Linked DNA regions of Mus musculus: regions 1, 3, 4, 5 and 6 are each linked to region 2. A link is a contact called in public Hi-C, HiChIP or PLAC-seq and promoter capture Hi-C data. All regions are on one chromosome and are shown on one strand. Each heading gives the region's core, a stretch centred on a gene start, on an enhancer-like site or on the middle of the called end of the contact. The rest is flanking DNA. Distances are from core to core; before and after follow the strand shown. Region 1 overlaps Gm36132 (a long non-coding RNA gene). Region 2 holds the start of 2310015A10Rik (RIKEN cDNA 2310015A10 gene). Region 3 holds the start of Dcaf5 (DDB1 and CUL4 associated factor 5). Region 4 overlaps Rad51b (RAD51 paralog B). Region 5 overlaps Rad51b (RAD51 paralog B). Region 6 overlaps Rad51b (RAD51 paralog B).

What was found. Promoter capture Hi-C pulls out the DNA fragments that hold promoters and counts their contacts. A called contact is a pair of places that touch in the nucleus more often than the background predicts. HiChIP or PLAC-seq counts read pairs in DNA pulled down with a chosen protein or histone mark.
Region 1: a contact with region 2 is called in a Hi-C map of muscle stem cells, with 3 times the contacts expected there. The contact joins the enhancer-like site here to the promoter of 2310015A10Rik in region 2. A contact is called at or near these places in 4 of 39 promoter capture datasets (the 3T3-L1 cell line, the C10 cell line, the SN4741 cell line and 1 more), 2 of 15 datasets of contacts at CTCF or cohesin (embryonic stem cells and large pre-B cells), 28 of 484 Hi-C or Micro-C datasets (the 3T3-L1 cell line, the Ba/F3 cell line, the C2C12 cell line and 12 more), 16 of 115 datasets of contacts at active chromatin or transcription factors (acute myeloid leukemia, bone marrow-derived macrophages, embryonic stem cells and 7 more) and 3 of 9 other capture datasets (adipose tissue, embryonic stem cells and liver).
Region 3: a contact with region 2 is called in a promoter capture Hi-C map of pre-B cells, with 5 times the contacts expected there. The contact joins the promoter of Dcaf5 here to the promoter of 2310015A10Rik in region 2. A contact is called at or near these places in 4 of 39 promoter capture datasets (embryonic stem cells, liver, neutrophils and 1 more) and 4 of 115 datasets of contacts at active chromatin or transcription factors (craniofacial prominence, forebrain, pancreatic cancer cells and 1 more).
Region 4: a contact with region 2 is called in an H3K27ac HiChIP or PLAC-seq map of heart atrium, with 6 read pairs. The contact joins the enhancer-like site here to the promoter of 2310015A10Rik in region 2. A contact is called at or near these places in 2 of 39 promoter capture datasets (the 3T3-L1 cell line and hippocampal neurons), 1 of 15 datasets of contacts at CTCF or cohesin (large pre-B cells), 13 of 484 Hi-C or Micro-C datasets (CD8 T cells, bone marrow-derived macrophages, colorectal tumor organoids and 4 more), 11 of 115 datasets of contacts at active chromatin or transcription factors (bone marrow-derived macrophages, cardiomyocytes, embryonic forebrain and 7 more) and 3 of 9 other capture datasets (adipose tissue, embryonic stem cells and liver).
Region 5: a contact with region 2 is called in an H3K4me3 HiChIP or PLAC-seq map of bone marrow-derived macrophages, with 10 times the contacts expected there. The contact joins the enhancer-like site here to the promoter of 2310015A10Rik in region 2. A contact is called at or near these places in 5 of 39 promoter capture datasets (the C10 cell line, embryonic stem cells, hippocampal neurons and 2 more), 3 of 15 datasets of contacts at CTCF or cohesin (the NIH/3T3 cell line and pro-B cells), 28 of 484 Hi-C or Micro-C datasets (B cells, the C10 cell line, CD4 T cells and 17 more), 28 of 115 datasets of contacts at active chromatin or transcription factors (CD8 T cells, Th17 cells, acute myeloid leukemia and 21 more) and 2 of 9 other capture datasets (adipose tissue and liver).
Region 6: an H3K4me3 HiChIP or PLAC-seq map of craniofacial prominence shows a contact between it and region 2, with 4 times the contacts expected there. The contact joins the enhancer-like site here to the promoter of 2310015A10Rik in region 2. A contact is called at or near these places in 6 of 39 promoter capture datasets (the 3T3-L1 cell line, the C10 cell line, the SN4741 cell line and 3 more), 2 of 15 datasets of contacts at CTCF or cohesin (the NIH/3T3 cell line and pro-B cells), 5 of 484 Hi-C or Micro-C datasets (the AML12 cell line, CD4 T cells, bone marrow-derived macrophages and 1 more), 10 of 115 datasets of contacts at active chromatin or transcription factors (VIP interneurons, bone marrow-derived macrophages, craniofacial prominence and 7 more) and 2 of 9 other capture datasets (adipose tissue and embryonic stem cells).

The regions. Positions count from the first base shown.
Region 1 is chr12:79,861,750-79,866,746 of GRCm38.p6, forward strand. Gm36132 (a long non-coding RNA gene) reads right to left here. Exons shown (of 4, transcript XR_381728.4): 3 at 3,806-3,889. Among named protein-coding and RNA genes, the nearest start is that of Gm36132, 3.3 kb to the right of the region's middle. Within about 2 kb of position 2,807, at least 94 of the 459 cell types and tissues checked have an H3K27ac peak or open chromatin away from gene starts, as enhancers often do. A contact at or near this core is called in the C2C12 cell line, the G1E-ER4 cell line, the HL-1 cell line and 8 more, where this site is marked.
Region 2 is chr12:80,130,077-80,135,085 of GRCm38.p6, forward strand. It overlaps 2310015A10Rik (RIKEN cDNA 2310015A10 gene), which reads right to left and starts at 2,768. Exons shown (of 3, transcript NR_033514.1): 1 at 2,651-2,768; 2 at 1,738-1,883.
Region 3 is chr12:80,434,805-80,439,741 of GRCm38.p6, forward strand. It overlaps Dcaf5 (DDB1 and CUL4 associated factor 5), which reads right to left and starts at 1,797. Exons shown (of 9, transcript NM_177267.5): 1 at 1,381-1,797. The coding sequence starts at 1,594.
Region 4 is chr12:79,658,918-79,663,302 of GRCm38.p6, forward strand. All of the region lies in intron 8 of Rad51b (RAD51 paralog B), which reads left to right. Among named protein-coding and RNA genes, the nearest start is that of Gm36048, 140 kb to the right of the region's middle. Within about 2 kb of position 2,519, at least 62 of the 459 cell types and tissues checked have an H3K27ac peak or open chromatin away from gene starts, as enhancers often do. A contact at or near this core is called in adipose tissue, colorectal tumor organoids, heart atrium and 1 more, where this site is marked.
Region 5 is chr12:79,632,213-79,636,653 of GRCm38.p6, forward strand. All of the region lies in intron 7 of Rad51b (RAD51 paralog B), which reads left to right. Among named protein-coding and RNA genes, the nearest start is that of Gm36048, 160 kb to the right of the region's middle. Within about 2 kb of position 1,484, at least 55 of the 459 cell types and tissues checked have an H3K27ac peak or open chromatin away from gene starts, as enhancers often do. A contact at or near this core is called in B cells, adipose tissue, bone marrow-derived macrophages and 6 more, where this site is marked.
Region 6 is chr12:79,704,976-79,709,416 of GRCm38.p6, forward strand. All of the region lies in intron 8 of Rad51b (RAD51 paralog B), which reads left to right. Among named protein-coding and RNA genes, the nearest start is that of Gm36048, 92 kb to the right of the region's middle. Within about 2 kb of position 2,751, at least 41 of the 459 cell types and tissues checked have an H3K27ac peak or open chromatin away from gene starts, as enhancers often do. A contact at or near this core is called in craniofacial prominence and palatal mesenchyme, where this site is marked.

The DNA.
Region 1 (4,997 bases), core at 1,557-4,056, 270 kb before region 2:
TTGGGACAAATCATGTGCCAGGTGTGGCACACACCCATAATACCAGCACTTGGATACTGAGGCAGGAAGATTATGAGTTGCCCACTGTGGTGGTTTGTATATTCTTGGACCAGGGAGTGGCACCATCTGGAGGTGTAGCCTGGTTGGAATAGGTGTGTCACTCTGGGTGTGGGCTTAAGACTCTCACCCCAGTTGCCTGGAAGTCAGTCTTCCACTAGTAGCCTTTGGATGAAGATGTAGAACTCTCAACTCTGCCTGTTGCCATGCCTGCCTGGATACTGCCATGCTCCCACCTTGATGATAATGGACTGAACCTCTGTATCTGTAAGCCAGCCCCAATTAAATGTTGTTTTGTATAAGACTTGCCTTGGTCATGGTATTTGTTCACACCAGTAAAACCCTAACTAAGACACCCACAGTGAGACACTCTGAAACAAACTTCCCTGGTGTTTTCTCTGAAGCAGGTTCCCAATATGCCTGGCAGAGGTCACCCCTTATTTAGCCTATTCTCTACTAGACCAAGAGTACCATAAAAGGGGTGTGGTGGTTTGAATAAGCTTGGCCCATGGGAAGTAGCACTATTAGGAGGTATTGCCTTGTTGGAGGAGGTGTGGTCTTGTTGGAAGAAGTATGTCACAATGGAGGTGGGGCTGTGAGGTCTCTGGCCAGCGTGATTCAGACCTCCTTTCTTGCTGCCTTCAGATCAAGATATATAACTCTTGACTCCTCCAGCACCATGTCTGCCTGCATGATGCCATGCTTCCCACCATGATGATAATGGACTGAACCTCTGAAACTGTAAGCCAGCCCCAATTAAATGTTGTCCTTTATAAGAGTTGTCTTAGTCATACGGTCTCTTCACAGTGATGAGTCCCTAAGACAAGGGAGTCTTGGCTTTTTCACTTGAGGCCTGTGCTAGGCAGAGTAATGGTTGCCCAATGATGTCACCACCCTAATCCATATGTCATATGATGAGAAAGAATCAAGGTGGGAGACGGCATTAAGATTCAAGCTGGTTGACTTGAGAATACAAAGATGATCCAGGGTGGCATAAGTGCTTCATTAACCGCAGAAGAGAATCACACAGTATAAGAATGACTCATGAGCCGTTGCTAGCTTGAGAGCAGAAGAGCCATGAGCCATGGGCTGTGGATGACTTTCATACTCAGATCAAGGCAAGACAACGGACTTTGCTTCCTGAATCCCTAGAAAGAAGTGAGGCTCTGACAGTGGCTTTATTATAGCCCCATACCCACCTTTTGATCTCCAGAAGTATAAAATAACAAATCTGCATTGCCGTAAGGCACTGTATGGAAACTCACTAGAGCAGCAGTGGGAAACTATTTTATAATATCATAGATCTCTAGTCTAGGGCCCTGGGACAGCCTCTGGCAGGTCCCCTGACTTGGGGACTTGCAGCCATGATAATTACCACAGTGTTTTCCTGGAGGTCCTTGTGGCCTTTTTTTTTTTTTTTTTTTTTTTTTTTTTTTTTTTTTTTTTGCCTAGTCTCACCAGATTATGAGCAATCCAGCCACCCAGAGCTTCCCCACCTGGGGTCTCTTCTTGGTGAGTCATGTTCCCTGTCTGGACGGCATGTTGAGGCCTCTCTGCAGTGTAATCCCCACCCCCAATGGCATCATAACTAGCTGTTCATATTCATCCAAATACCAAACAGTGTTGGACACAGGAGCAGGGACAAATTTCTCCCCTTCCTGGAAGCCAGCCATGGTTTCTACGGAGTCAGCAAGGCTGAAGTGTGGCATGGCAGGCATTCGTCTCTAAGAGGAGCCTTCCTTGGGTCTGACAAGCCATCTGATGGAAAATACTTTGGATTTGTGATTTCTCTCAATCCCATCACTTCTGTCACTTTCAAGCTGTTAAGAAACTAGAACGTGGGGCTGGAGAGATGGCTCAGTGGATGAGAACACTTTATTGCTCTTGCAGAGGACTCCAGTTCAATTCCCAGCACCCACAGGGTGGATTACAACTATAACTCCAGGTCTAGGGGATCCAGCACCACCTTCTGACCTCCAAGGGCACCAGCCAGCACGTGGTACATATGCATAAATGCAGGCAAAACACTCATATACATAAAATAAAATATACATATACAATAAGGTACTCATATACATAAAATAAAAGAAAAAGGAAAAGAAAATAGAATTCCTGGAGCTTTGGCTCAGACTCTTACAAGCTCTGTAACATTGGGAACATCATTTAGGACTGGGGATATAGCTCAGTGCCTAGCAAGCATGAGGTCCAAGGTTCAGTTCTGAGTACTGAAAGAGAAAGAATATCATTTAACCTCAGGCCTCAGTTTTCTTACCTGTATAACGGGCAGAATATGAGGGTCATTATAGCTAGGTAGAGAGAAGGATGTACCACGTGTCTAGCACTTGATGCGTTTCCTCTTATTGCTCAAGTTCTTCATTCTTGATATTTGTCTGCTGGTTTATCAGTTTGTTTTGAGACAGGGTCCAGATATGTAGCCCTAGACTCAATGTCATGGGTCTCCCGCCTCATCCTCCGGAGTGCTGGGGACCACAAGCCTGAGTCGCTACAGCCAGCTGCCATTTGGTGCATCAGGAAAGTCATCTTCACGTTTTGCTGTGAGTCATATCACCAGCGCTGGAGAGGAAGGAAGTACTGTTCCTTACAGCATGGAAGCCTGAGTGTCTAAGTCTGCCTGGAAAACTTTTTTTTCCCACGCATGTCTTCAGGAAATAAGCCCTGCTGTGCCACCGCCAGGAGAGTGATTATCGGGAAGGCAAAGCCTGTGTTTAGAGTTATGCAATGAAGAGAGGGCATTTCGGTCGCTGACTCACCCACTGGCACACCAGCTTGACTTACCCCAACTGCGGCAGAGTGCCTGGCTCGCTCGGCAAACTTTCATCTTGGATCAATCTCTGCGGGGCCAACCAAGAGTCCGTGGCACTAAGACTATTGGACTCCTGCGGCTTAGCTCATAGGGTCCCCCAAGGGAATAAAGGACAGGGGAAAAAGACCCTCCTACTTTCATCCCAGGGTGGCCCTAACTCCTGGGTCATTTGCTGGTTTTGGACTGTTCACAAAAGGCTTGTCCGTTTAGAGGGTGGCAACCAATGTTCCCCAGCAACTTTGTGGCCTGGATCTGCCCAAGGAAGTGGCTCTTCTGAGAGCTGCTCAGGATACTCCAGTCATGACTTGTACACGAGAGATGTTTCAGTACGAATCAGAGTGCCCAGGAGAGAAGAAAGCCGTGACTGCACACAGTTCCAACTATAAACCACAGTATGAGCAACAACAACAAAATTTGACACCCTCTCTGGCACTGTCGGGACTGAGAACAACAGAACCGGGTTTTGTGACCTTCTCGTAATTTGATCCCCATGGAAAAGGAAGGTTTGGATTAAATTATTTCATCAACTCAAAAAACCCACTGGTATCTACAAGCTAACCTGCAGTCTAGGCAGTTTAGTTTCTTGGCCTCTTGCATGTGGAGAAGGGCGGAAGGAGAGAAGAGCCGGGGCATAGTGAGCTCCTTCCTTCTCTGTACTGGTTGGCTGGGGCCCGTGGCCAGGCTCAGCCACCATCGGACACTCCTGTTCCCAGGGGTCACAGGCGGCAGGAGGGAGCTGTCTGTGTCTCTGAGCAACTGAACATCTGCTGAAGTGAATGTGCTCCACAGACACACCCAAATTTGTGGGTTTGCTCTTCCTTTAGTGCTGTGTGATTTAGACAAATTACATAACTCTGCACCCAGGGAAGGCCTCCTTTCGCCTGTTGGAAAAGACACAGACTTTTTATGAAGCTAGGCAGTTACCTCACGGAGCCATCTATGGGCAGTGGCTGGCTGGTTTTACCGTAAAAACGACTCGAGTCAAAGAGCACAAGCTTATAGAATCATCTAGATAGAGAGAAAATAGCAAGAAACGAGCCAATATAAGTTTACGTTAAAAACGGAAGTTAACTTATTAATAATTCATCACAATTGTTTTCAAATGGGATTGTCAGATAACTTATCTTTTCTCCTTTATACTTTTCTATATTTTCCAAATCCTCAATAAGGAGGTGTTTCAAATGTACTAGTCTGTGTTTATGTGTGGTCATGTACATGTGTGTGTGCATGTAGGGATGAGTATGGATTTACATGCATGGAGGCAGAGGATGATGTCTTCCTCTCTTGATATCTTACTTTTTGAGACAGTTTCTTACTGAACCCAGCTTTCTATTTGGCTGGACTAGGTGGCCGAACAGCTCCAGGATCTGCCTGGCTCTGTTCCATCCATGCTGAGGTTACAGGTAGATACTACCACACCTGGCAGTTAAATGGGCCCTGGGGATATGAACTCAGGTTCTCATGCTAGCACAGTAAGCATTCATTTTACAGACTGAGACATTGCCCCAGCCCCAAATACATGTTGTTATACATGAACATTTCAAAAACATTTTCTTCAGATTTTATTTGATTTTCAACTATGTGTGGCCGTGTGGGACTGTGTGCATGTGAGTGCAGGTGCTTGCAGAGGCTAGCAAATGGTGTAAGATCCTCTAGAGCTGGAGTCACAGGCAAACGTGAGCTGCCTGCTTCGGGTACTGGGAACCAAACTTGGGTTCTCGGAGAGGACAGTATGCGTTTCAACTGCTATACTGTCTGAATCACTACCCCTAATTTTTTTTTTTAAGTCTTTAATCTGAGAGTCCTGGCTCTAGTCAGGTTTCAAACCAAAGCTGTTCCACCTGCTGCTACAGTTAGGAAAAAGGAAAGATGGGATGTGGACGGGACACACTGTAGCGGACCTGCGCAGACTGGCTCCCACTTTAGCTCCCCAGAATGGAGTGCTCTCTAGCCCTGTAGCCTGCTAAAGAAGTTAAGGGCAAATTGCAGCCATCAAGTTACCCTTTGTATTTCCTCTTTTTTTTTCTGTTAGCTGCCAGAAAACCTTGAACAAATTTAATGCTCAATTACAATAGCAATTAGCTCAGGTTTCTGGCATAACTATTTTCCTTTTCGT
Region 2 (5,009 bases), core at 1,518-4,017:
TTATGACTCCAAGGAAGACAGCAATCTCTGAGAGACTTTGGGAGCAAGGGCTGAGGCACCAGGTTTGGAAGCCAAAAAGCTTGGCTTCAAATCCCATCTGTTAGCTTTGAAACACTGGACAAGCCACAAAATGAGCCTAACCTTTGCTCTATAGACAAAGCTGTTGCTTGGAATGGTAGAAAGTCCATAGGCTTAGCAAGAGTCCCCGACCCAATGGGAACAGACTACCACTGACAGCATGGAGGGGGCTCTGGAATAAACATACAGAAGACCTTGGAAGTAGAAAGACATGTGCAGACTAGTGCTTCCAACTCAGGCCCAGAACCCCAAAGACTTGGGCCTATATCCCTCAGATTGCAGCTCTCCCAGAAGCCACCAGGCCACAAAGGCTGCATGAATCTGCAGTGGCAGTGGACATATCTGCTTTTTCCATGGAGACATCAAAAGGAAAGGGGACACTGAGGGTTTTCTGCAGGGCAACCTAAGCTTGGCTATCTAAGCACATGGCCAGGAGCTGAACTGGAGGACGGTCCCACAGGGACAGACATGGGGACAGTCATCCCCTTACTGAAGCCATGTCTACTCTGAAGGTTGTGAGGCTGGCCTCTTCAGTCAGAGCAGACTGAGGCTTCCCCTAGGCAGGGAGGAAAGAGTTAAGCCTGCTCAAGGCTGGGAAGGCGGGTTCAGCAGCTATAAACAGAGAGCCCTGGGAGGGAGGGAGGGAGGGAGGGAGGGAGGGAGGGAGGGAGCTGACACAGGATGTGGCCAGGGCTTGAGCTTGTCTGATTATTAACTTCACTTTTATTTGGAGGGGGATTCATTCTCTGTTTCACTTCCCATCAAGGAAGTGAAAGCCCAGGTCTCAGAGGGCCTGGTTTCAAATTGTTTTGTCACAGCTCATTTATTTTTTCCCCTTAAATAAATAAACAAAACCACCTCTTTGTTTCCCCCTTAATGAGCATTCCGCAGATCATCTGTGGCCGAGGCTTGAAAGGGGTTTTCAGGAGTCCTTCATGGGACAACTTTGGGTTTCATCTTTTAAAAGGAACAAGAAAGGATCTCTCCGTAGGCATAAACCTTCTCCAAGCTGTCCCAAGCTCTTCTTTCCTGCCTCTTCCTGGGACCCTCAGCCTACACCCCAAGTCTTGCCAAGCACTTAGCCCAGCGGTTCTCAGCCTTTCTAATGCTGAAACTCTCTAACACAGTTCCTCATGCTGTGGTGACCCACCCCCACACACCCCCAACCCATAAAATCACCTTCATTGCTACTTCATAACTGTAATTTTGCAACTGTTGTGAATCATAATGTAAATATCTGTGTCTTCCGAGGGTCCTTTGACAAACCCCCCGGGGGCGCGACCCACATGTTGAGAACCACCGGCTTAGGCCGGTCTTCAGTTGGTCCTGAGCCTGCCAGCCTGATTGTCTTCCCTTTGCCCATAGCCCAAGCCATACAGAATTGCACAGAGGGGGCTCTGAGGGCCCATCTTCTCAGTCTGGTTCACACCTATGGTTTTGGTTCCTACCGCACACACCCTGACAGTTCTACTCAGAATAACTTTCAGTAAACACACAAAAGGATTCCATTACAGGGCTTAAGGAAACACCATTATACATACTCCTGTGCTGAAGGTTCAAAACACCTGTGAATAACTCCTAGGCCCCAATCCAGATTAAAACCTATTCAGTCGCTTGGTAGTCCTCTTGCAAGGACCCGTTCCTGCATGACCTACGTACCCAGTAAGACGACCAATTTCATGATGGGCCTGACACTCATGGGTCCTCAGGATTCAGAAGGGAAGGGTGCAGCCACAAAGACTGAGAGTTGCAGAAGCCCAGTGATGACAGCATGTAGGTGGGCTAGCCAGGAAGAGGCACCTTCACTGGAAACAAAGGGGGAAATCAAGAAAGCTTCTTAGTGGGGGCTGACAGAGGAAAAGAATATTCTAGAACCTGAAAACTACAAATGCTAGAACAACCCCGATGTGTAAACTAGGCAAAGAGGAGGAGCCGTGGGGTCTTCTGTCCCTCGGATGACATCAGAATGATTGAGAAACTGGAAATGAGCTGATCACATATAGCACTGGAGCAGCTAGTCCTTGACCCTGGGTTGGTACGGCCCGAGGGCATCTACTGGAATACCACCTTGTCTCGGACCCTGCCACTGGGCTGCCAGGCAACAACAGCCTGGTGATCACTCTGACCTACTTCAACCACCCATGACTTTTAAGCTCTTTGAATATAGGGCAAAAAGAACTAGGAGGCGACTGGGACAAATCCAATCACTGACCGAAGCGCTGGCCCTGCCTACTAATGGCTAACTGATGGCATTTCCAAACACCCCAGGGAACGTGCCAGGGCCTCGAGTTTTCTTCCCGTTCTTAGAAATTCCTCCCCACGCCCATGGCATTACGGTTTCCAAATCCCAGGCCCGCCGCGGGGCTCGGTGGCCGGACCCCTGGCCGCGCCCGGAGCGGCCAGGAGCTGGTTAAGGGCGCCAAGATGGCCGGCTTGTTTTGCTCGCCGAGGCATCACGCGGAGGCTGCCCTTTGCCTCCGGGGCCGCGGTCAAGGTTCCGCCGCCCTCTCTGGCAGGCTGCCCCGGCCGGCCCGAGCGAGCCTCCTCCCCTGCGCCCTGGAGCCTCGCGAACCTTCGAGACCGGGGCGCGGCAGAGCGACAGCGCGGCCAGCCCGGAGCTTCGGGGCCGCTGCTGGCCCTTCGGCATCTCGGAGCGTCTGTCGCCCGGGCGAGCAGACTGCGGCCGCCCCGCCGGTCTTCCCCAGCCGGCCTTTCACGCCGCTCAAGCAGCCGAGGTCGTTCGATGGGCGTGGCAACACTGCCCTCCACTGGCCAGTGTGCCGAATGGCACACGCGGGGCCATCCTAACTGCCCTGGACCACCGGGCACTGAGACCCTTTCTACAGGGTTCTCAAAAGCGTACACCACACTTCCCTAGGCGTCTTCCCATCTGTTGGTCGGACTCCAACTCAGAGTTTGTATTTTATGGCATTCCAGGGTGAATGTTGCTGCTGTTGGCCGCTGGTCCTGAATCTACCAGCTCAGCCCACTTACTTAGGCCAGGGTTCTATCATCCACTCCAGTATACAGTATGCAGACAGAGCACAGAGGACCCTGATGGAGCTCTCAACCATATGGCACTTAGCGGGATAATTTCACAAATCTAAGATGACACTTGAGAAAGTTTTAAATCTTAAGTGTACGGCTGTTTGCCTATATGTATTTCTATGTACCGTGTGCCTGCAGTGCACTTTGAGGCCAGAAGAGGACTTTTTAAATCCCCTGAACTGGAATTACAGATGGCTGTAAGCTTGTAAGGTTGTAAGCACGTGAGTGCTGGGAATTGAACCTGGGTTTTCTGGAAGAGTAGCCAATGACCTTTACTGCTTATCCGTCTCTCCAGCCCCTTGAAAAAGTTTTAATTCACTTATAAAATATATATGCATATATGTATATGTGTGTATATATTTTATATAGTTATTTAAATCAGGGCAGTTTTCAAGACTGGATTCCCTCCTTCTAACATGTGGATTCTGTAGATTCTAACCAAACTCAGATCATCAGGCCTGTGAATCACCTTCACCAAACTGAACCATCTCACCAGGCCCAGTTTGGAAAAGTTTCCATGTTCTTATAGAGGAAAATATTAAGGCACTGAAAGAAGACATAAATAGGGAACTACAAACAGTCCCCAGTTTATCATAATTTCACCTGTAAGGTGAAACATAAATAATATACATTCAGTAGAAACCACAGTTGAATTTTTAATTCTGGGTTTTCCCCCGGACTAGCAATAAACACAGTATTCTTCTGCGGGAAGTTCCTACAGTCGTGAGTGGGAAGCAGACAGTGGTCTATAGTGTACTGCATGGCACAGTGGTGACGTCTGGTACGTTACGGAAGCAGGTGTACTCTCCACGCTACCTGGCCTTTTCAGTTCATTGAAGGGATTGTTGGGACAGGGCTTCACTGCGAATCAAGGAGCATGTGTGATTTATACTGGGCTGTGTGGAAGCTGTCACAAAAGGCCTTTCTGTGGAAATTCTAAAGAGGGGTCTAGAAGAAGGGAGCAGGAAGGTCCTGGAGAGAACCCAAGAAAGCGCTGGGTGTGGTGAGCAGAGGGGACCAGAGCATTGCCACCCATCCAAAGGCTGAAGGACAAAGCTATGGGAACAGAAGAGAGACCAATGGGCAAGGTCCAGACATCTGGTACCCAGGACCTCCCTCTTAAGAAGAGACCCTGGGACCCAAGATCTTAGCCACACCCAGAATGCTACCTCACCTTTAGGAACCCTAGCCAGGTACTCCTGGGCTTCTCACTGACTGAGTCCGATTTGTTTCAGCCCTTCCTTGAAGCCTGAGGGAGAATCATATTTGATATAACCAGATGCGTTGGGCAGTTGTAAGAAGACAGCGTGCCATCTTCCCACCCATGCAGTTCATGTTTTGTCTGGGGCCAATTTCTTCTGTGAACATTGTTAAGGGCCTGTTGTATGCTTGGGGCTGATGTCACAATTCCAACATGTGAGGAGGACCTCAAAGGATGCGTGCAAGCTCATGCTAGCTTTGCCCTGCCGCTCCAAGCACTTTGGAGAGCAGATAGGGGGACACGCTATCTTTCCCTGAGTCTCGGTTCTCACCCCTCCTATTTATTCCCCTCCCTAATGACTCTAGGGTTGGCCGGGTTAGCACACAGCAACCACAAATGTTGTTGTCAGGATGCTTGTTGCCTGTAGGGTGCCCATGCCAAGCTGAAGATGAGGATGGGACAGACAGCCTCTGCCTGTCTACTGCTCAGGCTTCTGTGGAGAACATTCTCTATTGGTCCCTGCACCCTGCATAACCCTTTCTTCATCAGAAGAATGGGGGAATCAGGATAACTAAGCTCAGCCTCCCAGCACTCAGTCTGGGATAAAGAAGACAGGAAAGTTTATCTAGGGCCCCCATACCACTCCAGTGTTATGTCTTGGGGGGCGGGGGGGGGGGAGTCC
Region 3 (4,937 bases), core at 547-3,046, 300 kb after region 2:
TTTGCCATAACCGCCGAAGTTTCTGGAAAGCTGCCCACTGACGCAAATTAGAAAGCCATTCAGGTATCCACCTGGATGAAGTTAAGCGCCACGTCCAGGGCTGCCCCCCCCCCCCCCCCCGCCCAACCCTCCCAGTATAGGAAAAAGGGTCGAGGAAGGAGGCGAGCGGGAACGCCCGATCTGGTCTAGGCCCTTCACAGCGCAGCCGGGTTTCAGGGAGCCGCCCCTTCTCGGGCAAGAGCCCAGCCCCACCCGCCCACACCCGGGGCCGCGACCCCAGGGGAGGAGCGGGGGCAGCCAGCGACCCTGCCGCGGCGTACGCAGGCGCCGCCGCTGCCACCGTCGCCGCCGCCGCTCGGGTCCGGCCTCCCCCCCCGGAGCAATAGGCTATCGATTCAGCTGCCTGTCGCTAGGAGCCCCGAGAGAGCAAGGCCTACACCGCCCGGCCGGAGCCCCGGCCTCGATTGCACCACTTTCCCCCACCCCAGCGGGGAGACCCTGGAGGCAAGTAGGCCCAGCTGAACCGGGTGGGGGAGGAGGCGAGCAGCCCTGCAACAGGAGCCGCGCGGGTGAAGGGGGTCCTGGAGCCCGCCTCCCGCCAGTAGGTCTCCCGGGGGGTCCTCCTGAAGCCCTGCCTCCCGAACAGCGCATCCAAGTTCAGGCTGGTTGGTGTCCCTAGGTCGCTAGAGCCCTCGCCACTCTCGGAACCATAATAAAAACAAGACGCTGAAGAGGCTACCACTGCGTGCTGGGAGATGGGATTGGGCCCTGAGAGAGCCAGGGGGAGGGGACGCCTCTCTGCTACCCGTCACCACCCGCCCGACCCCGCTGGCCCCACGGTGTCCGGCTCTGTCACCGCCGGCCTCCGGCTCCGAGGCCCCTTTTCTCCATGACACCGAGGACTGGGGCTCGAGCTTCGCCTGGCCTTTGGCGAGCCTTGGTCTCCCCCCCCCCCCCGGCCAGCCCTCCCCCCAGTGCCCCCCGCACCTTTTAAACTACGCAGAGGAAGAGTTTGCCAACCAACTTAGTCAAACCGTAACCTCGTCCCCCTCCCCGACCCACACTGGTGGGGCAGGCATCTGGAGGGACCACTTTGCACTTGGGATAAAGCACATTAAAGACCTGTCAACCATTTTAGGTCTTTTTTTATATATATAGAAGACATCCTCCTCTCCTTCCCCTTCTTCCTTCCCTCCCCCCTCCCTTCCTCCCTCCCCCTGCAATGGTATTAATTTCACACCAAATCTTCCCACCGCTGGAGAGGGGTTGAGAAGGGCGGGGGTGGGGACGCAGGGCAGCAGGAGGGTGGCGGGGAAGGGGAAGGGGCAGCTGGAAGGGGAGCGGGAGGCGCGGGGAGGGGAAGGAAGGGGGTTGATTTACCTGAGACCAGCCACTGGCCTCCATTGTTGGAGAATTCAATGGCATTGACACAGCCGAAGTGGCCGAGAAGGTCCTTCTTGTAGAGGTTTCTGCAGCCCCGCAGGCGTCTCCTCTGAAAGTCCTGAGTGAGCAGGGGGTCCCCATGCAAGCCCCGCTGGGACAAGAAGCCCACCACTGACCTCATGCTGCCCCCCAGGCCAGCTCTCCTCTTCATGCTGGAACCGCCGCCGCCACCGCCGCTGCAGCTCGCGCCGCCGCCCCTCCCTCGGCCGCACGCCGGGCCGCCGCTCCCCTCCCGTCCCGTCCCTCCCCGCGCGCAGCGAGCCGGAGGCTTCTTTAACCAGCCATGGCAGACGGAGCGAGGTGTGCAGACGGTCGGTCGGCGGCGTTCGCGGCTTCCTCACGGTCGCGTCCCTCCCTCCCCTTCCCCCCTAGGCTCCGCCTCCCTGCCGCCTCCAGCAGCTGATCCCCAGCTGCGGTCGCGCTTCCGCGGTGCGGGGCTCTTCCGCCGGCCGCCGGGCCGGAGAACGCGGGCGCCAGCTGCCCCTCCCCCGCGGACGGCTGCCCGGAGATGGCGGGCGGCGGCTTGCAGCGGCCGCTGACCGCGCCGAACCACGGTTGGCTCAGGATGGCGGCGACGGGGCACCCCCGGCACGCCGCACTCTGAAGTTGGACACGCGTAACAATCAGAGTGGCAGCCGGCCTGCGGGCTCACCCTCCTTCCCTGGAGGGACAGCGGCTCGCCCAGCGCTGCTCGCTGCCTCCTGGGGCGCCCAGTTCCCTGTTCAAGTGAGGGAACCCACGATTGGACTGGACGTCTGGAAGGAGGTTGTCTGTGGGGTTTTATCGGTGCACCTGCCCTTTCCAAAAATGTTGATACACCCTTCTATTCTCCAATTCAGTTTTCTAATTGACACTCACCACCACCCCCACCACCACCCCCAGCCTATCGGTTTAAAAAAAAAGGCAGAATTATTCAAGCTGATAGGACACTTGGGTTTAGGGGGTTGCGGAGAGGTGAAAAGAGAATTGAGCTGATATAGTAGCCATATAGTAGAGCGTATGCTTTTTGCATTCTTCAAGTTCTGGGTTCAATCTCTAGCACTAACAATCCCCACCCCCCACTCCCAAAAGAAAGTGAGAAGAAAATTGCCAAAATCAAATTGAGAAGGTCCTCTGTCCATTGGTTCCAGATGCATTTGCAAGCCACAAGAAACATTATGAAACGTAGCAGTATCTTATTTCATTGGTAGGGGTGAGGCCAAAGGTCTTGAGAATGGAGGCCTGGAGATGCACAGCTGTTAACCAGCAGCCACAGTATAGTCCAGAAGTAGCTGCCTTTCAATAGTGCAGGAGTCCTCAGTTGAGTTGACCTCAGTGAGGAAACTGGGTAAGTGCACTGGAATTTTACCAGGTAAAGTTGAAAGTCCCCTTTTCAATGGAGTGCTTTTCCAGGAAACTATCCTCTATCATTAGTGGTAATTAACTAACCTGAAATAGGCAGGTGTCAGGTTTGCCCTTTCAGTTTAACACGAATTACAATCTCAGGACCAGAGATGGCACAGGAGTGGTTAAATACAACCATAGGTGAAAGATGAACTAAAGAAATTCTTAAGATAAAGATGGGGAATGAGGAAGAGGTTCACCTGTCAAGCAAAATTATTTTTTTGCAAGTAGTTAATTCAAAAGTTCATATAACAACATTCTAAATTTATTAGAAGGTCACCAAACCCAAAAATGAGAATTCAAATGGAATATTATCCCTTAAATAAGAAAATGAGGGGCTGGTGAGATGGCTCAGCAGGTAAGAGCACCCGACTGTTCTTCCGAAGGTCCTGAGTTCAAATCCCAGCAACCACATGTTGGCTCACAACCATCCGTAACAAGATCTGACTCCCTCTTCTGGTGTGTCTGAAGACAGCTACAGTGTACTTACATATAATAAATAAATAAATAAATCTTTAAAAAAAAAAAAAAAAAGAAAATGAGTAATGCTTAAAAAAAAAATCCTGTGCACACTGTGGTTTGTACATATAATCCAAGGACTTGGGAAGTGGAGGTGGGAGAATCAGGAGTTCAAGGTCAGCCGATAGGCTATAAGAGACCCTGATCTCAAATAACAGTAGCTGAGTAGTAGCGGCTCATACCGGCGCATACCTTTAATCCAGCAAGAGGCAGGCAAGTCTCTTGAGTCTACCGAGCAAGTTCCAGGACAGCCAGAACTACACAGAGAAACCCTGTCTCAAAAAATAAACAACACAGTAAGTTTTGTTCATTTATTGCAAGGTTTTTCCCATCTCAGTTCCTTTTCTTGGCATGCTCAACTACACATTTAAAAAGCGCCCTTTGGCTCTGTTGTATTAATCAGCCATTATTTATCTCTGCCTTATTTGCTTAGGGTAGGGGAGAGAGGCCTAGTAATGATGTGTCTGAAGTGGCCTTACTGTGTCAACATATGACACACTACTCTCTTCTCTTAAATATATACTTTAATCCACAATTTAAAATATGACTCTTCCCCCCCCCCCAATCCCTGGAAAACTTCAGCCTAAAAATAGTTCAGGATCTGGTCACAAGGTAGCTCAATTCTAGGGCTTTGTGGGAAGTTCCCTAACTGTCCAGTGACCAACTAGAGCAAAGATGAAGGACCACCTAGTCTTTATCCTACAGTTATTCTGGATAGATTTTATTATCTCATTTTGACAAATCTAGGGGTTGAGTTTAGAGCCTGGGCATGCTTTGCAAGTGCTCTAGCACTGAGCTAGGTCCTCAGCATCTCTGAGTAAGCCACAGTGCTCTACCTCTGAGCTAGGTCCTCAGCGTCTCTGAGTTAGCCACATTTCTATAAATAGGTTTTCCAGAGAAAAATTAAAAAGCATTCATTCAGTTCAGCATGAATTTCAGATGAATGGTGAGTTGTGTTTTAGTATTAATATATCCATGAACTATCAGGCAGACATTTTTAAAATAATTATTCATTGTTCATCTGAAATTCAGACTCATTGAGTTTCCTATAATTACTTGCCAAATTAGCTCTATTGAAACAGTTAACTTGCCAGGCGTGGTGGTGCACGCCTTTAATCCCAGTACTTGGGAGGCAGAGGCAGGCAAATTTCTGAGTTCAAGGACAGCCTGGTCTATAGAGTGAGTTCAAAGTGAGTTCCAGGACAGCCATGACTATACAGAGAAACCCTGTCTCGAAAAACCAAAAAAAAAAAAAAAAGAAAGAAAGAAACAGTTAACTTCAGGAGGTAAAGCACCATGTTATTTATTTACTTATATTAAGAATGCGAGGGGGAGGGGCTGGAGAGATGGCTCAGTGGTTAAGAGCACTAACTGCTTTTCCAAAGGTTCTAAGTTCAATTCCCAGCAACCACATGGTGGCTCACAACCATCTGTAGTGGGATCTGATGCCCTCTTCTGGTATGTCTCTAGAGACAGACAGTATACTAACATATATAAAATAACTAAATAAATCTTTAAAAAAATGTAGGGGGGCTGAAGTTCAGAGCACTAGTTGCTCTTGCAGAAGACCCACAACTAATTTTCATCACCCA
Region 4 (4,385 bases), core at 1,269-3,768, 470 kb before region 2:
TTCTTCACAAGTCTCTTCATTTTCTTTGTGATTTGTGTTGTGATCAAGTGATTTATTAAAACTCATAATTGGCTCATTTTAATAAACCCTGTAGGACCTTCTGTTTCCATTCTACTCTTTGGCTTCCTTCCAGGGTGTTTCCCTCCTACTCAGCTCGCTGAGGGTTGTCTTTCTGAGGATGTGCTAAAAGAAGTGTGCCGATTTGAAAATATTCAGGGATTTTGGGTTTATTGTAACAACCATGCTATACAACATGGGGTTCAGCAAATGCAAAGACACCCGTATCTTTCTTCTGAGTGGACCAGTTCCTAGAACCCCACTAAACAAGGCTAATCTTTCTTAACCATTCCGGGTCAGCTCTCTCCTTGCTAGTCAACCTACTAAGTCCTTGAATGAAGCATCCGTGTCAAGTATGCAATCTTCTCATGCCCTTCCCTCACTCTAGAGCAGCGTTTCTCTTTGTCCCCTTCCCCTCTTCCCAAGGACTTCAGGCTCAATGACTGCCTCTTGCATAGAGAGAGTCTCCTGACCCATACTCCTGGTCCTGCTCTCTTCTCCCTCTATGCCTTCTCTACCTTCTCAGATATGTAAAGAAATGGTGGCGCACGCCTTTAATCCCAGCACTCGGGAGGCAGAGGCAGGCGGATTTCTGTGTTCGAGGCCAGCCTGGTCTACAGAGTGAGTTCCAGGACAGACAGAGAAACCCTGTCTCGAAAAACAAAAAACAAACAAACAAACAAAAAAATGCTCTAAGAAGATTAACTTGGTAGATATTTCTTTCTGCTGCTAGAGATTAAATTTAGGACTACATGCATGTTATAATGGCAAGGCCTTTACCACTGAAATATATAACAAGCTTTAAACTCCCGGATTCTCAGAGACACACACTATGCTGTATTCTTTTTGTGTTCATGCTTTATGTCAGTGACCAACAAAGGTTATAGGCATACTGTGAGCAGTAAGTAGATATTAAGTGAATACCACAGAAGATAGTGACCAGTACTCTGCCTATGTATGTCATTAAAAATCATTATGACTACATATACACACACATACCATATGCACCATATATACAATATACACAAACACATTCAAATACTATACATGCACACATCACGCAAACAATATATGCACTACATACAAACACACTCAACAAACCATACATGCACACATCACACACACTCAAAACATATATATCATATACACACTATATACAAACACACTCACAAACAATACATGCACATATTACACACACACATACATACCCCATATACATATACTATATACACACTACACACAAACACATTCAGGAACAATACATGCACACATGACACACAGATACATACCTTATACATATACCATATACACACAATACACAAACACACTCATAAACCATACCTGCACACATCATACCCACACACAAAATATACATATACCATATATACACTACACACAAGCACACTCACATACCATACATGCACACACACACTTGTTCAGCTCTGAGGAAATTGGAAGATTATCTTTCTTCTTTATTTGGAAACAAGTTCCCAGAATCCTGCTTTATATTAAGCAAAGTGGAATGAAATGGCAGGGGAAGAAATGGCTTTGGACTCTAGTGTAATGGCAACAGGAAAATGATAGCAGCAAAGGAAGTTCCTAGCTCATCCTTAGGTAACTAGCTGTTCCTGACTATGAAGCCCTAATGGCGATTGAAGCAGTTGGGGTTTTGTTTGTTTGTTTGTTTGTTTTGTTTTTTAAGGTATTTTGCTTGTATAGCTAAATAGGTAAAGAGGATGTGGGAGTGTTTTAACCAAAGTCTAAAATGGGGTCATTTACCAGTAAGTTAAAATGAACAGATTTTGGCTGGGGAAAACACTTGCCTAATACTCTTGAAACAACAACATTCCGTCCCGAGAACTTCAGACAAAGAGGTGGGGGTCATTTCTTAGAACATTCATTCCTGATCAAATATATTGCAATGGTCCCTAAGTTCCTATGAGAGAGAGAGAGGAGAAATACATGGCACAAAATGCTTGTGGTTTCAGTCCTTTATTTGGTCACCTTTGCCTATGCGCTAACTAATGACGATGGGCAAGTCTTTTCATCACTTTGGACCTCAGTTTCTTCTTCTGCCTGATGTTAGTTTGAAGAAGTGAGCGATTGCTTGAGTCTTTTTCAGTCCTGACAGGGTGAGGTGGGTCTGCAGATGGGCAGCACCCAGCCACGGGTGGCTCTTCTGTTTCACAGAGTAAACCTGTAATGGATTTCAGCTGCAGAACAGAGGCCCTTGCTTAAACAGTGTTCACTTGAAAACAGTTGTGGGGTGAGAGCATGCAGCCAAGAGCAGCCAGCAATAAAATGATCTGGGTTGACCTGAGAGAAGCACCCAGCAGGGGTTGATCCGGGAAATGAAGTCCCTTCTGCTCTGCTGCAGAGAAGGGAATACAAGTGACCTGGTCCAACTGAGCCGTCTCTTCTGCCCAAGCTGATCCTGTGCTATTAATATCTGCCAGCTGCAAGCCCAGAGCATCCCCTGCTGAGATCAAAGGAGCCCCTATCTTAGCTGGAACAAGGTCATCTGCACAGGGCTATAAAAGTAAGTCCTGGCTGGCTACAAGGATGGCTATGGGGGAGGAGAAGTCAGGAGATGGGAGGCACTCTGTGCTCCTTTAATCTCAGCTGACCAGCTGTTGCCCTCCCAGTGTTTGTAGAGTTGAGAGTTCTTTGTTTTGGCATTGCTGCCTCTGCCTTATTCAATTTGTGCCTGGGTTGTTGTCTGGATTAAGCACACCTAGTGTTCACAGTTTGGGTCCCCAATATGAGTCCCTGCATTGCAGTTTCATTCCAGTGTTGACTTAACAGCTCTGAGGTGGGATGGCCAAAGAAGGAAGGAGTGGACTCCATAGGCCGACGCCTTTCCCAACCGATTCCTGCCCTACACAGCTTGTGTCTTAGGAAGGAATAAGAGGACACATTCAGTTACTTGGCGTTTTTGCAGCCTGCCTTTCATGAACTACCCTCATTGATTCAAGAAAATAGAACATTCAGGGTCCATGCAAAGTCATCCCAGCCCAGGGTGTTTCTCACTCTCTCTGGGTTGCATACACTTCTGATTGGCTATATGTTCATATGGAAGAGACACAAAGAGAATAAGGGACAGACAGCCCCAGAAATGAATACGGAATAAGAAAGAAGCAATATAGAAAGAGGGGTGTGTGTCAAGCCTGCCAAAGTGTCTTTGCTAACTAGAGCAGCCTCAACAATGAGGTCATTTGCCTGACTCTGTACAGTAGAGTTAAAATCCCACCAGTTGGTTGCTCTTTAGACCCCCTACTGTCTTACAATAATATCAGGGCTGGAAAAGACTTCATGGTTGTTCTATTTGTCCAGCCCATCATTTCACAAATGAGACCAAGTTTAAAAAAAATAACAATATTTATTGTTTTATGTTTTCCATAATTCTAGACCTGAGTAGGTAGTGTCATTCAAAGCAACTTTTCCAGATAATTGTTTTAATGGTGAAAATCCTGATATACATACTATCAGAAATCATTCAACAGTTATTGCAACTCTTCTGATTCTTAGCTCTTGTAGTTCTTCCTTGCGGCAACTCAGAAGAGACCCTGGGTTGCTGGGCCTCAGTCACAGGGACTCTCTTTCCTCGTATTGGTCATTAGGGAAGGGGTCTAATGACCTAGCTGCCCATAAATGCCTATCCTATTCTGACCTAGGATTTGAGCAGAACTGACCCAAGTCCCCATACACTGGGGCATGGTTGGTAGGTGACATTGTTGTGTAGTAGCAAGATTGGAGCTCTGCTCAACTCGCACCTTTAACTTGCTCTCTTCTGATGGTTTGGGAGGGTAGCAGTTAATTTTCAATATGGTGACATGTCAGGCCCACTTGAGGAGTCCCAAGTCGTTTCATGGGATGGAAGACATTACCGGGCTGCCACCCAGTGTTCCGACATCTGGTGCGTTGGTATCTTCTTATCTCTGTTAGTAGTCTTTGGTTGACTACAGCACATGGAAAGTAAAACTTGAAAGTGCATGGAAGGGTCAAAGATAGAACAAAAGAAGAAGTAAAATGTGCTCCTTACCAGAACCAGGAGTGGATTTTAGTTTTAGTGCTGGAAGCCTTTCTATTCCTGTGGCAGTCAAGGGAATTGATGGCTGATTTCATTTGCAAGAGAAAGTATTTTGGGATTCAAATTCCCTAACAAGCCACCCTTGCAAAAAGCTGGAGTCCATTTGAAAGATTATATGCAAGTGTGTGTGGCTTGTGTGTCTTTTAAAATAAATTTAGCAAGCAAAAGCAGCTCCGAATGGTTGGGGCGAATCGGGGACTCGTGGTTGTGAAAGAAGCAGACTTCAAAGCGTGGTATG
Region 5 (4,441 bases), core at 234-2,733, 500 kb before region 2:
TGGGTCTCCTATGCCAAGGCAGTAGACACAGAGTGAGATGAGTGATTTCTCTTATTTATGAAAGGAAAACTTGAAGATCAGATTAATGTCATTTCCTAAAATTCAATTTACATCTAATAAAGTGCATAGCTTAATGAATTTCGGAGAATATGTATACCTAACAGAGATCCTATAACCTAGCACGTTTCCCTGAGCAACTCTGTAGTCGGTCGTCCCCCTCCTTGGCCCTGGGCAAACATGGATCAACTGTTTTGCTAAGGTTTCATTTTAATTTATAGTTTGGTCAACAAGATCGAAATAATGAGAGTTGAACATCATCAAAATTTGAGATTCAGATCTTACATCTGCTAGAACAATTCCAGAAACTTCTGAGCCTTACTGTTTTCATGCATCTGTGGAGATGATATCTATTTTTCTATCTTATAAATCCATCATGAAAAATCCAAAGAAGTCATAGAAGAGAAATAGTTATGTACAGTCCAAGTAACTATTTAGAAAATATTGGTTTCACTTAGAAGAGTGGTACTTGCAGACTTTAGTCCTGTAGTGAGATGCTGCCATCCTCTCATCGTGCCCACACAGATCCTTGAAGGCTGGTCCTCAAGGATGGAGATGAAGTTATATTTTGAAATATTTGGCTTAAGGGTTCAGAATTCAGTCTTCTGCCTCTAGCTGACAATATAGATGAACAATTCACTTGGCTGGTGTTTCTCAGTTAACACAGATCACTTACTTTACTTTGGATATAACCTATAATGTAAAATGTTCTCAATGGCTCTGGCTCTGACTCTGTCATGCTGGTCATACTCGAATGATTTATGTCATGCTCAAGCACCCACTGAACTTGTCAGCTTTGTGGTTTCCATTTTTCTTTGGATAAATCTGAATTTTTCAGTTAAGATGCTCCTCTATAGTATGTCAGCTGATGTGTAAGTCACTGCTGTTTGAACAATTGACTTACCTATCATTTTTATTGGAATGGAGCAGAGGGACTAACCAAGCTTCTGATAGAATTCTATTTGTTTTCCTTGGGGGAAAAAGAAAGAAAGAAAGAAAGAAAGAAAGAAAGAAAGAAAGAAAGAAAGAAAGAAAGAAAGAAAGAAAGGAAGGAGAGAAGAGAAGAGAAGAGAAGAGAAGAGAAGAGAAGAGAAGAGAAGAGAAGAGAAGAGAAGAGAAGAGAAGAGAAGAGAAAGAATTTCCTAATAGCTAGAGAGACCAGGTCACTTATATCTTCCTTGTCTGTGAGGTATTTCTGACATTTTATAGGCAAACCTACAAAAAGGTTCAGATCTCACTTTTAAAAACTGAGGTAATAGATTGTGTATACACACACACACTGTTGCTGCCGTTTGCCTCTGTGTACCCATGGATATCATTGTGTGGATTGTGCATTTTCAAAAAAGAACTGGCCGTCAGCACGACATTCTCACTTCCCCTGTGTACATTTTGTAGCTTCCCCACAGGGAAGCGAAACTGGTGGTGGTTGGAAGAGATTGACTCTGTTGAAGTGGATTCTGCCAAGTGGCTGTTTATAGATAACCTTTGTCTTAGGGTAATAATAGCAGGATCTACAGAATTCCAGCAGGCATCTGAAAAACAGCCCGTCACTATCAGAATCCTAAAGCACTGGCTTTGGACATATATTCACTTAAGATGGTGATGAGCCAGGAATCAGGAGAGCCTGGTTGGGCTGTGTGTGTGTGTGTGTGTGTGTGTGTGTGTGTGTGCATGCGCATGCACATGTGCAGCTTTGTGTCACTGTTGATATTTTCCTTCTTGTGGTTTATCTTCTGTGTAGAACTTTCACATCAATCGTCAAAGGCCCATTGCATCTTTAACTTTTGCAATATTCACGTTTCCATCCTTGCTCTGTAGAGATGCGTTAAGTACTTGCTCGTTAAAAGAGTTAGGCCATTACCCGGCCTGGAATGATCTGGATTCTATTTGGGCACTTCCAGAGAGAGGGCAGTATTCTGTCTGTACCATCCTCACGATTAGGATCCATCTGGAGCAGGTGCAGTCCCATCAGACCTTTGTGGGCCGTTCTCTACTATGCTGCTCGGACTTCAGCGCCGAGCTCTCTGTAGTTCTCTCAACTCTTAGGAGCCTCTTATTTTTCTCAAACTCAGTATTAGACACTCATGAATATTTTAAGCAGGTTACACAGGACACAAAAGCTGTACCTTTATGGGCAGGACTTTATATTTCAGACCAAACATATTCTAAAACATAACTCAGATAGTGCCAGTGTTCTCTTCAAACCCATCCCTGGTTTCTTACCATCCTAAAACCAAACTCTAAGTCAGTGTCATCGGAGCCAGGGTGCTGACTCTGCCCCACCCGTTTCATTGACCCTGATCCTTGATCACTAGCCTGCAGCACCGTGGTCTTTGGGTACCGAGATGATCACAAGCCTGTTTCTCCCAGGATCCTTACGTTCATCTTCCTGGCTGGGATTCTACCATGAATTCCCTGGAAACTCAGGACTGCCCCTCAGAACTCAGCCTAAATGGCTTCTCTTGGTAGCAGCCACCCATCGTTCTTCATGTTCAGTGCTTTCTTTATTCAGAACCCCCAATCTATCTGAAACTCTCCTGCCCTCCTCCTGGTTTCCTTATTATTGCTAGACGCTGATTGAGGACCCACTCTTCAAGGGCAGACCATTCTTTGTTTGACCTGTTCTCTATTGCAGTCTCCTAACCCAGAAGCTTGTCTAATCCCCAACCACATCTGGACTCATTGAGGATTAGATCTGAAGGCATTTACCTTGCCCTCCATCCCTATTCCTTCCCCTCCCCTCCTCATATGCTGAAATGTGTGGTCTAGGACTGAAGCACATGTCTTGGATCAAGGTTTTCGGTTCACTTGTTCCCTTAATCGGAAGCGTCTGGTCCTGCACAGCTGCAGCCCGGAAACAGCATCACTCACCTTTTCCCCAGGGCTTGACAGGTAAGCCAAAGTAGACATGTATTAAAAGACCAAGTAATACTGTATTATATCCTTGCCAATAAAGTTTCACCACTGTACTTCAATCACCAACTAGACGCTTCTGCTTCTTCAAGGCCCTTACTTTGTGGTGTGCCCATCTAAGAGAGGCTCCACGGATGTGTCGTTGGACCTTAAATGCACTTATGATCCAGAAGGGGAAAATGGCTAAACCCAGGGCCATTGGTAGGGGAAGCTAGGCAACAAAACTCAGTGTTGGGTCCTATTTCTTCCTCATTAGAAAGTCTGGAACAGAAGGTTAAGTGCTTTTCCCGTGTGGAGGAAAAGTTTACCTCTGCAGCCTCCCACAGTCCTTCCCTGATGCCCCTCACAGATCACCCAGCTCTAGCTGCAAGATGGTCAGGGCTTTGTGTACCTATGGTCACGTAGTGTAGTAGTAGTGGAAAGCTTGTGCCCTGGGCTGGATCCCAGTGTGGCTGTGTGTCTTCAGAGAATGATTTAACCTTTCTGACATTCACTTCTCTTATCTGTAAAGTGAAGATGTACGGTGGAGATCAAAAGCGATAGAGGCAATGTAACTCTGGTTAAGAAAGTTGTCTTCATGTTTCATAGGTCTGGCTGGATTCAGGTACTGAGTCCAAGCTCCGACTCTCTTGTTGTCTTATCTTTATAAACTTTTAAGCTCACTTTTCCTCACCTGTCACACAGGTGTGATAGTATGGGTACGATCACCGAAAGTGATCAAACAGGGATCTCTACATCACTTAATAAGGAAATGACAGAGGCAAACTGGCCATTGAAATGGTGCTTGAGGTAGTGTGCTGAGGACCCTGACGTGAGGGAAGTGCCGGAGTAGGAGACTGCCTGTTAGGAAGTCTAACAAGGCTCTACCCTTGATCAAACTTTGACAGAGCGCTTCCTCCTCACTTCATCCAAATATGCACAGTATTTTTAATTGTAGTTTTCATCAAAGTAAAATATGTATGTTGTTTCACAAGTTTAGTGAGAGTATAATTCTTAACCCAAAGCAACAGTTCCCTTCCCTCCCCCTCCTTCTTGCTTCTTCCTCTCTGGAAGTTGGCATAGTTGCCTCTCTGGAAGCTGCCTCAGTTGAGGGCTCCACTGGCGAGCTTCTCATGTCCAACAGACACGCTGGAGCTAGCCTTTGTTTTCCTGTTTTAGATGTTATCTGAACAGAAGATGGATACTGGGCTTTTACGCCTTTCTCTCTTGGTGACACTTTTAATATACCCTGGTTGTTATCTGTTTTAAAAATTTTAACTATTGATTTATATTGAATTTTATATGTGTGAGTGCCTTGCCTGCATGTATGTCTGTCTGTGTACACCATGCATGCATGGTGCCCAGAGAGGCCAGAAGAGGGGGTCAGATACCCTGGAATTGAAGTGACAGATGGTTGTGAGCCACCATGTGGGTGCTGAGAATTAAACCCAAGTCCTCTTGAAGAGCATCCAGTGCTCTTAACTGCTGAGCC
Region 6 (4,441 bases), core at 1,501-4,000, 430 kb before region 2:
AAGCCGCAGAGACAGAAAACCTCTCCCTTGGTACCCTGAAGCACAGCTTCATTTAATATGGTTTCCTAAGCTAAATATAGTCAGGAAGGCACTGTCTTTTTAAAAAAGTTTTGTATTGTTTTAAAACAAAACAAAACAAAACAAAACAAAACAAAACAAAACAAAACACCCTATTCTTCTATTCCTGTGCATGGCAACTCAACCCAAGAGCTACCCAGTCACTAACCAGAAGCCAAGAAATCAGCTTAACTCCTCACCTCAGTGGCCCTGCCCTGTCTACTCCCCTAAGCTTCCCTTCTTGGTACCCTCCTGCCCTGCCCTTTGTCCACATTCATGCCCTGAGCATCTCTCACCTGACTGGTTTGACAGTTCCTCTCTGGAACAGCTCCTACCCCATTGTTCCAGGACCAAGTGTCCATTCTGACCTAATGCTGGGACATCCATCCTTCCCTTGGTGTCTTTTAGTTGTCTCTAGGATTTAATTGAAACTCTTGAGCATGCTCACTGGACCCTGAGCTGCGTCTCTCTGAATGGCCTCTCCTTTGCCTTGTTTCTTTATCACCTTCCTCCAAACACTGAGGCCGTTTGTATTCCTCAGAGTGGCGCCTATGATCCACCTGCTTGTAATTTACCCTTTCCTACCTGGCTAGTCCTCTTGCCCCGAAGCAGACCCTGTGTTCAAGACTCGGTGACACCTCCTGGACAAAGCTGTTTTCACAACCCACCCCCTGAAGATCAGACACTCTCTTTCTGTGCGTTTCCCTGTTTGGGGCCCATAAACTGTTACTCACAGTGTTTTCTCTTCACTGGGAGTGAATGAGCATAGGAACAAAGACCACACTGTGTGGTTTCTGTTGTCCTTAGCTTATAGCATTTCACCTGACACATTTACAATATTCTATACATGTTCACAAAGCCCTTGTTTATATGCATGGATGAATAATTTAGTACTTTTTGTTAGTGACATTCTTTCTACTCCTGTAATTGCGAGGAACTGGATCAGCTCTTCCCACACAGTGACTGGAGGTCCTGAGCGTTGCAGAAATCTGGCTGTAAAAAGCAGGCTTATGAACAGTGGCAGGCTCTCAGCTATTGACGTGACGTCGTCAACTCCTTGTAGGGTACAGAACAGTTGCTTCTTCCTTCTTTGGTCTTTACTGTAATACACAGAAAGACTACATAGGAATCTAGGCCTGAGGATATCTGTGGATTGAGAAGGGACTTCAGAACTTTAGGAAACCTCATCCTTGTCGTTTCTCTGACCTGTGTTCCTTTCTGGAGAGTGGGTGAGATAAATGAATCACTCAGTGTCCAGCCCAGGCTCTGAAAATTGACAGGGCAAGGCAGAAGTGAGGAATGCTGTTAAAATCAGCAAGTACCGAGTGACCATTGCAGACCCACACTCTGGGAGGCAGAGTGAAAAGACAGTGAAGACCTTCCTGAAACACAAGCCATAGCTATTACTGTCGCTGCATCTCATACACCTCCTGTGACAGGTTCTGATGGTACAGTTATTTAAATGTATAAAATACAGCGTAAAGCTCGGGAAATTATCTTAAAGCCCGCCACAGTAGCAAGTAGCAAGTAGCAAAAATGAAGACATATTTCAGAGTTAACTAGGGCAATGGCCTAAATCAGAGATTGCAACTGGTGACTGCTGGGACTAGGATCGCAAGATTTTCAAGCTCAGGAAATTGTTAGTAAAAATCAAAAGTTTCTCACTTGTGGTTCTTTGTGATCTTGGGTGTAAATAGGTCGCGCATGACTCGATGGCCTGTGGGGAAACCTACAAAGGTTCCGTATGTGTGGATTCTGGATAAACACGAGGACTGTTTAACTGGCCGAGCTCCCCTACGTGTAATGCGTAAGCACACGGGCAAGCAAAACTAGGAACTGAAGAATGCCTCTGTCTCACAGTAGAGATCCGAGAGGTCAACAAACCTTTCTGTAAAGGTCCTGATAAATACTAGAGACTGTGTATATTAGATGGTCTTCGAAGCAGTTCCTCTCTTCTGCCATTATAGCCTGCCACGGACTGTGAACAGTTAAGCATGGCTATGTTTCTGTGAAATATGAAGGCTGGGAACTTGAATCTCATGTAGTCCCCACATGTCACAAATATGTTTTCTATTGTCCTTGTTCAAATTAAGAAAAAAATCACTAAAACCATTCTTAGCTGGTGGGCCATATAAAAACAGGAGGCAAGCCTCAGCACGTAGATTGCATGGACACTGGATAGTTGCCATTGTAAAGCCTTGCTCTTAGTCTGTTTAAAGCTAGCCAGTCCCCACCTCCACCCCAAGACCTCTGCCCCCGCCAAATGAGCTAGGCTGTTTTGTCCTGTGTGGAAGCTAAGGGAATTCTCTTTTCTCTATGTTTTCCCATTCTGAAGAAGCTGCTTGATACCCTGCATGGATGTAGAAAAGCCAAATGGTTCACCTTGTGTTTTCCAAACCCTCAGAGACTAGTCTACATTTCAGACAGCCTGGGTGATGAGTGAGCCCCGTGCTTCCCACAAGGAACCCTATCCCTTAAGCATCTGTGGCCCAGTCAAATTTATGCATGGAAAGGCTAAGTGAAATCTATTAATATCCTAGCTAGAAAGAAAACTATAAAGTTACACATATATGCAAGTGTGTGTGTGTATTCCACAGTTCAAAGTGTAGTCAGCAGAAAAAGCTTGCACACTGTTGCGTGGGGAGGAAACCGGTGTCTTTGAAATAAAATACCCTGCCATTGGCATATCCAGGCTTGAAGCCTGACTGCAGCTTTTAGCTTCCACCACGTGTTTACATTGGAAATCTCTCTGTGCACATATAGAGTTAGTTCTCTTATGAAATCATGTCTCTAGGGAAGGATAATTTAAAGCCATTTCCGTTTGTTATGTCTGAGCTGAACTAGACTATTAGGGCTTGTTAACGCTGGATAAACTTGAGCCCTATAACTGCCTTCATCTGCAGATTATAGAATCTGTCCAACAAATTGCATTCTGATGTTCTCAGAATAGATGGCTGAGCAAGCAGGGTTCTCTTTAATTCATATTCCATCACCACAACTGTCTTAGGAATCATGATTCTGACCTTCATGCTCACTTGGTGTAGCAGAGATGATCTGTCAGATGGCCGAAGGCAACAGTAATGGAGACCCTAAACTCCATCTGCATCTGCGCTCTTCTAAGGCAGAGCAGGCAACGGCTGGCAGCAGAAAACTGCTGGCAAAGCATCTTTCTTCAGCATGTCTCCCTTCCCCCAAGTCTTAGCATAAATCAATGTTAGGTCTACTGAAATAGCGTGTGTGGTCTGCACTTAGAAATTTCATTTGAAAATTATATTGTGGCAACCATGAGACAGAGGGATAAACTACAATAAGTTTCTCTCAGCTGGTGTTTAAAGTGAACAGAGCAGAGTGAAGATAGACAGTTGCCCTGATTTAGTGAAGGGGAGGTGGCGGCTGCCCTGGTATAGTCGGACTCCCTCCATTCCCATCCATCAAACCCACTGAGCACGCTTGCTCTGTTGCTTACCCTGAAGGCTACAGCTTATTACTGCTCTCTGCTTCGCATACCAAGATGATCCAGAATAGAAACTGCATCAGTCTGACTTTGTTTACAGAAGAGCCTACCAGAAGATCTGGCACGGCTTCAGGGAAGTCATGGGTGGGGTGACAGAGCAGTGGTGTTCCCAAGCAGTGTATTGGCCTCCAGCTCTAGAAAAGGATTCCTACCCCATAGCTCTGCTAAATTCAGTTTTACAATAACTGAGGGAAGGCGCTGTCTTAGGCCTTCCTTTGTGTTGGTGTTCTAGCTGGCAATGGGGTATGGAGATGGATTGGACCTTGCTGTAGGGCAACTGTGTGGTTTAAGCCACCCTGATCTAGACCAGACCCAAAGGATATCAGAAAGGGAGGAGAGACATGAAGTAGTGGCATTTGGAGTGGGAATAGCATTTTAACTCATGAGGGAAAGAATCTGCTACACTCAGGGGACGCAAGCAGAAACAGTAGAAACTTCAGCTCCTGTTCCTCCCTCATCCTTAGGTCTTCTCTTGATCAATTCATGAGTGCCTGAGGTGAACCAGACAGACATGGTCTCTACCTCCACAAAGCATAGAGTCTGAAGGAAGAATAAACATGAGTCAAAGAACCCTTGTCTCTACCTCAAAGGAGATGGCTGCACTGAGGGAACTGAGAGCTTCTGCAAGAAAGTCAGACACACTTTACAGGCCTTGGCTAAGGAAGGGAGTAGCCATTGGTGAGAGCATTTCATGGAGGAAAGTTGTCATGTATACTGTGTGTAAGAGACTGTAAGAAAGTGACGACATGTGGTCTGCACACATAGGCCGGAGTCAGGGGCAGCCTACAATGGAGTTTTTGTCTTCACTCGAAAGCAAATGAAAACTGTTGACCTGCTTCAAGCAACAAAAGAGATTAGGAGATGAGATTT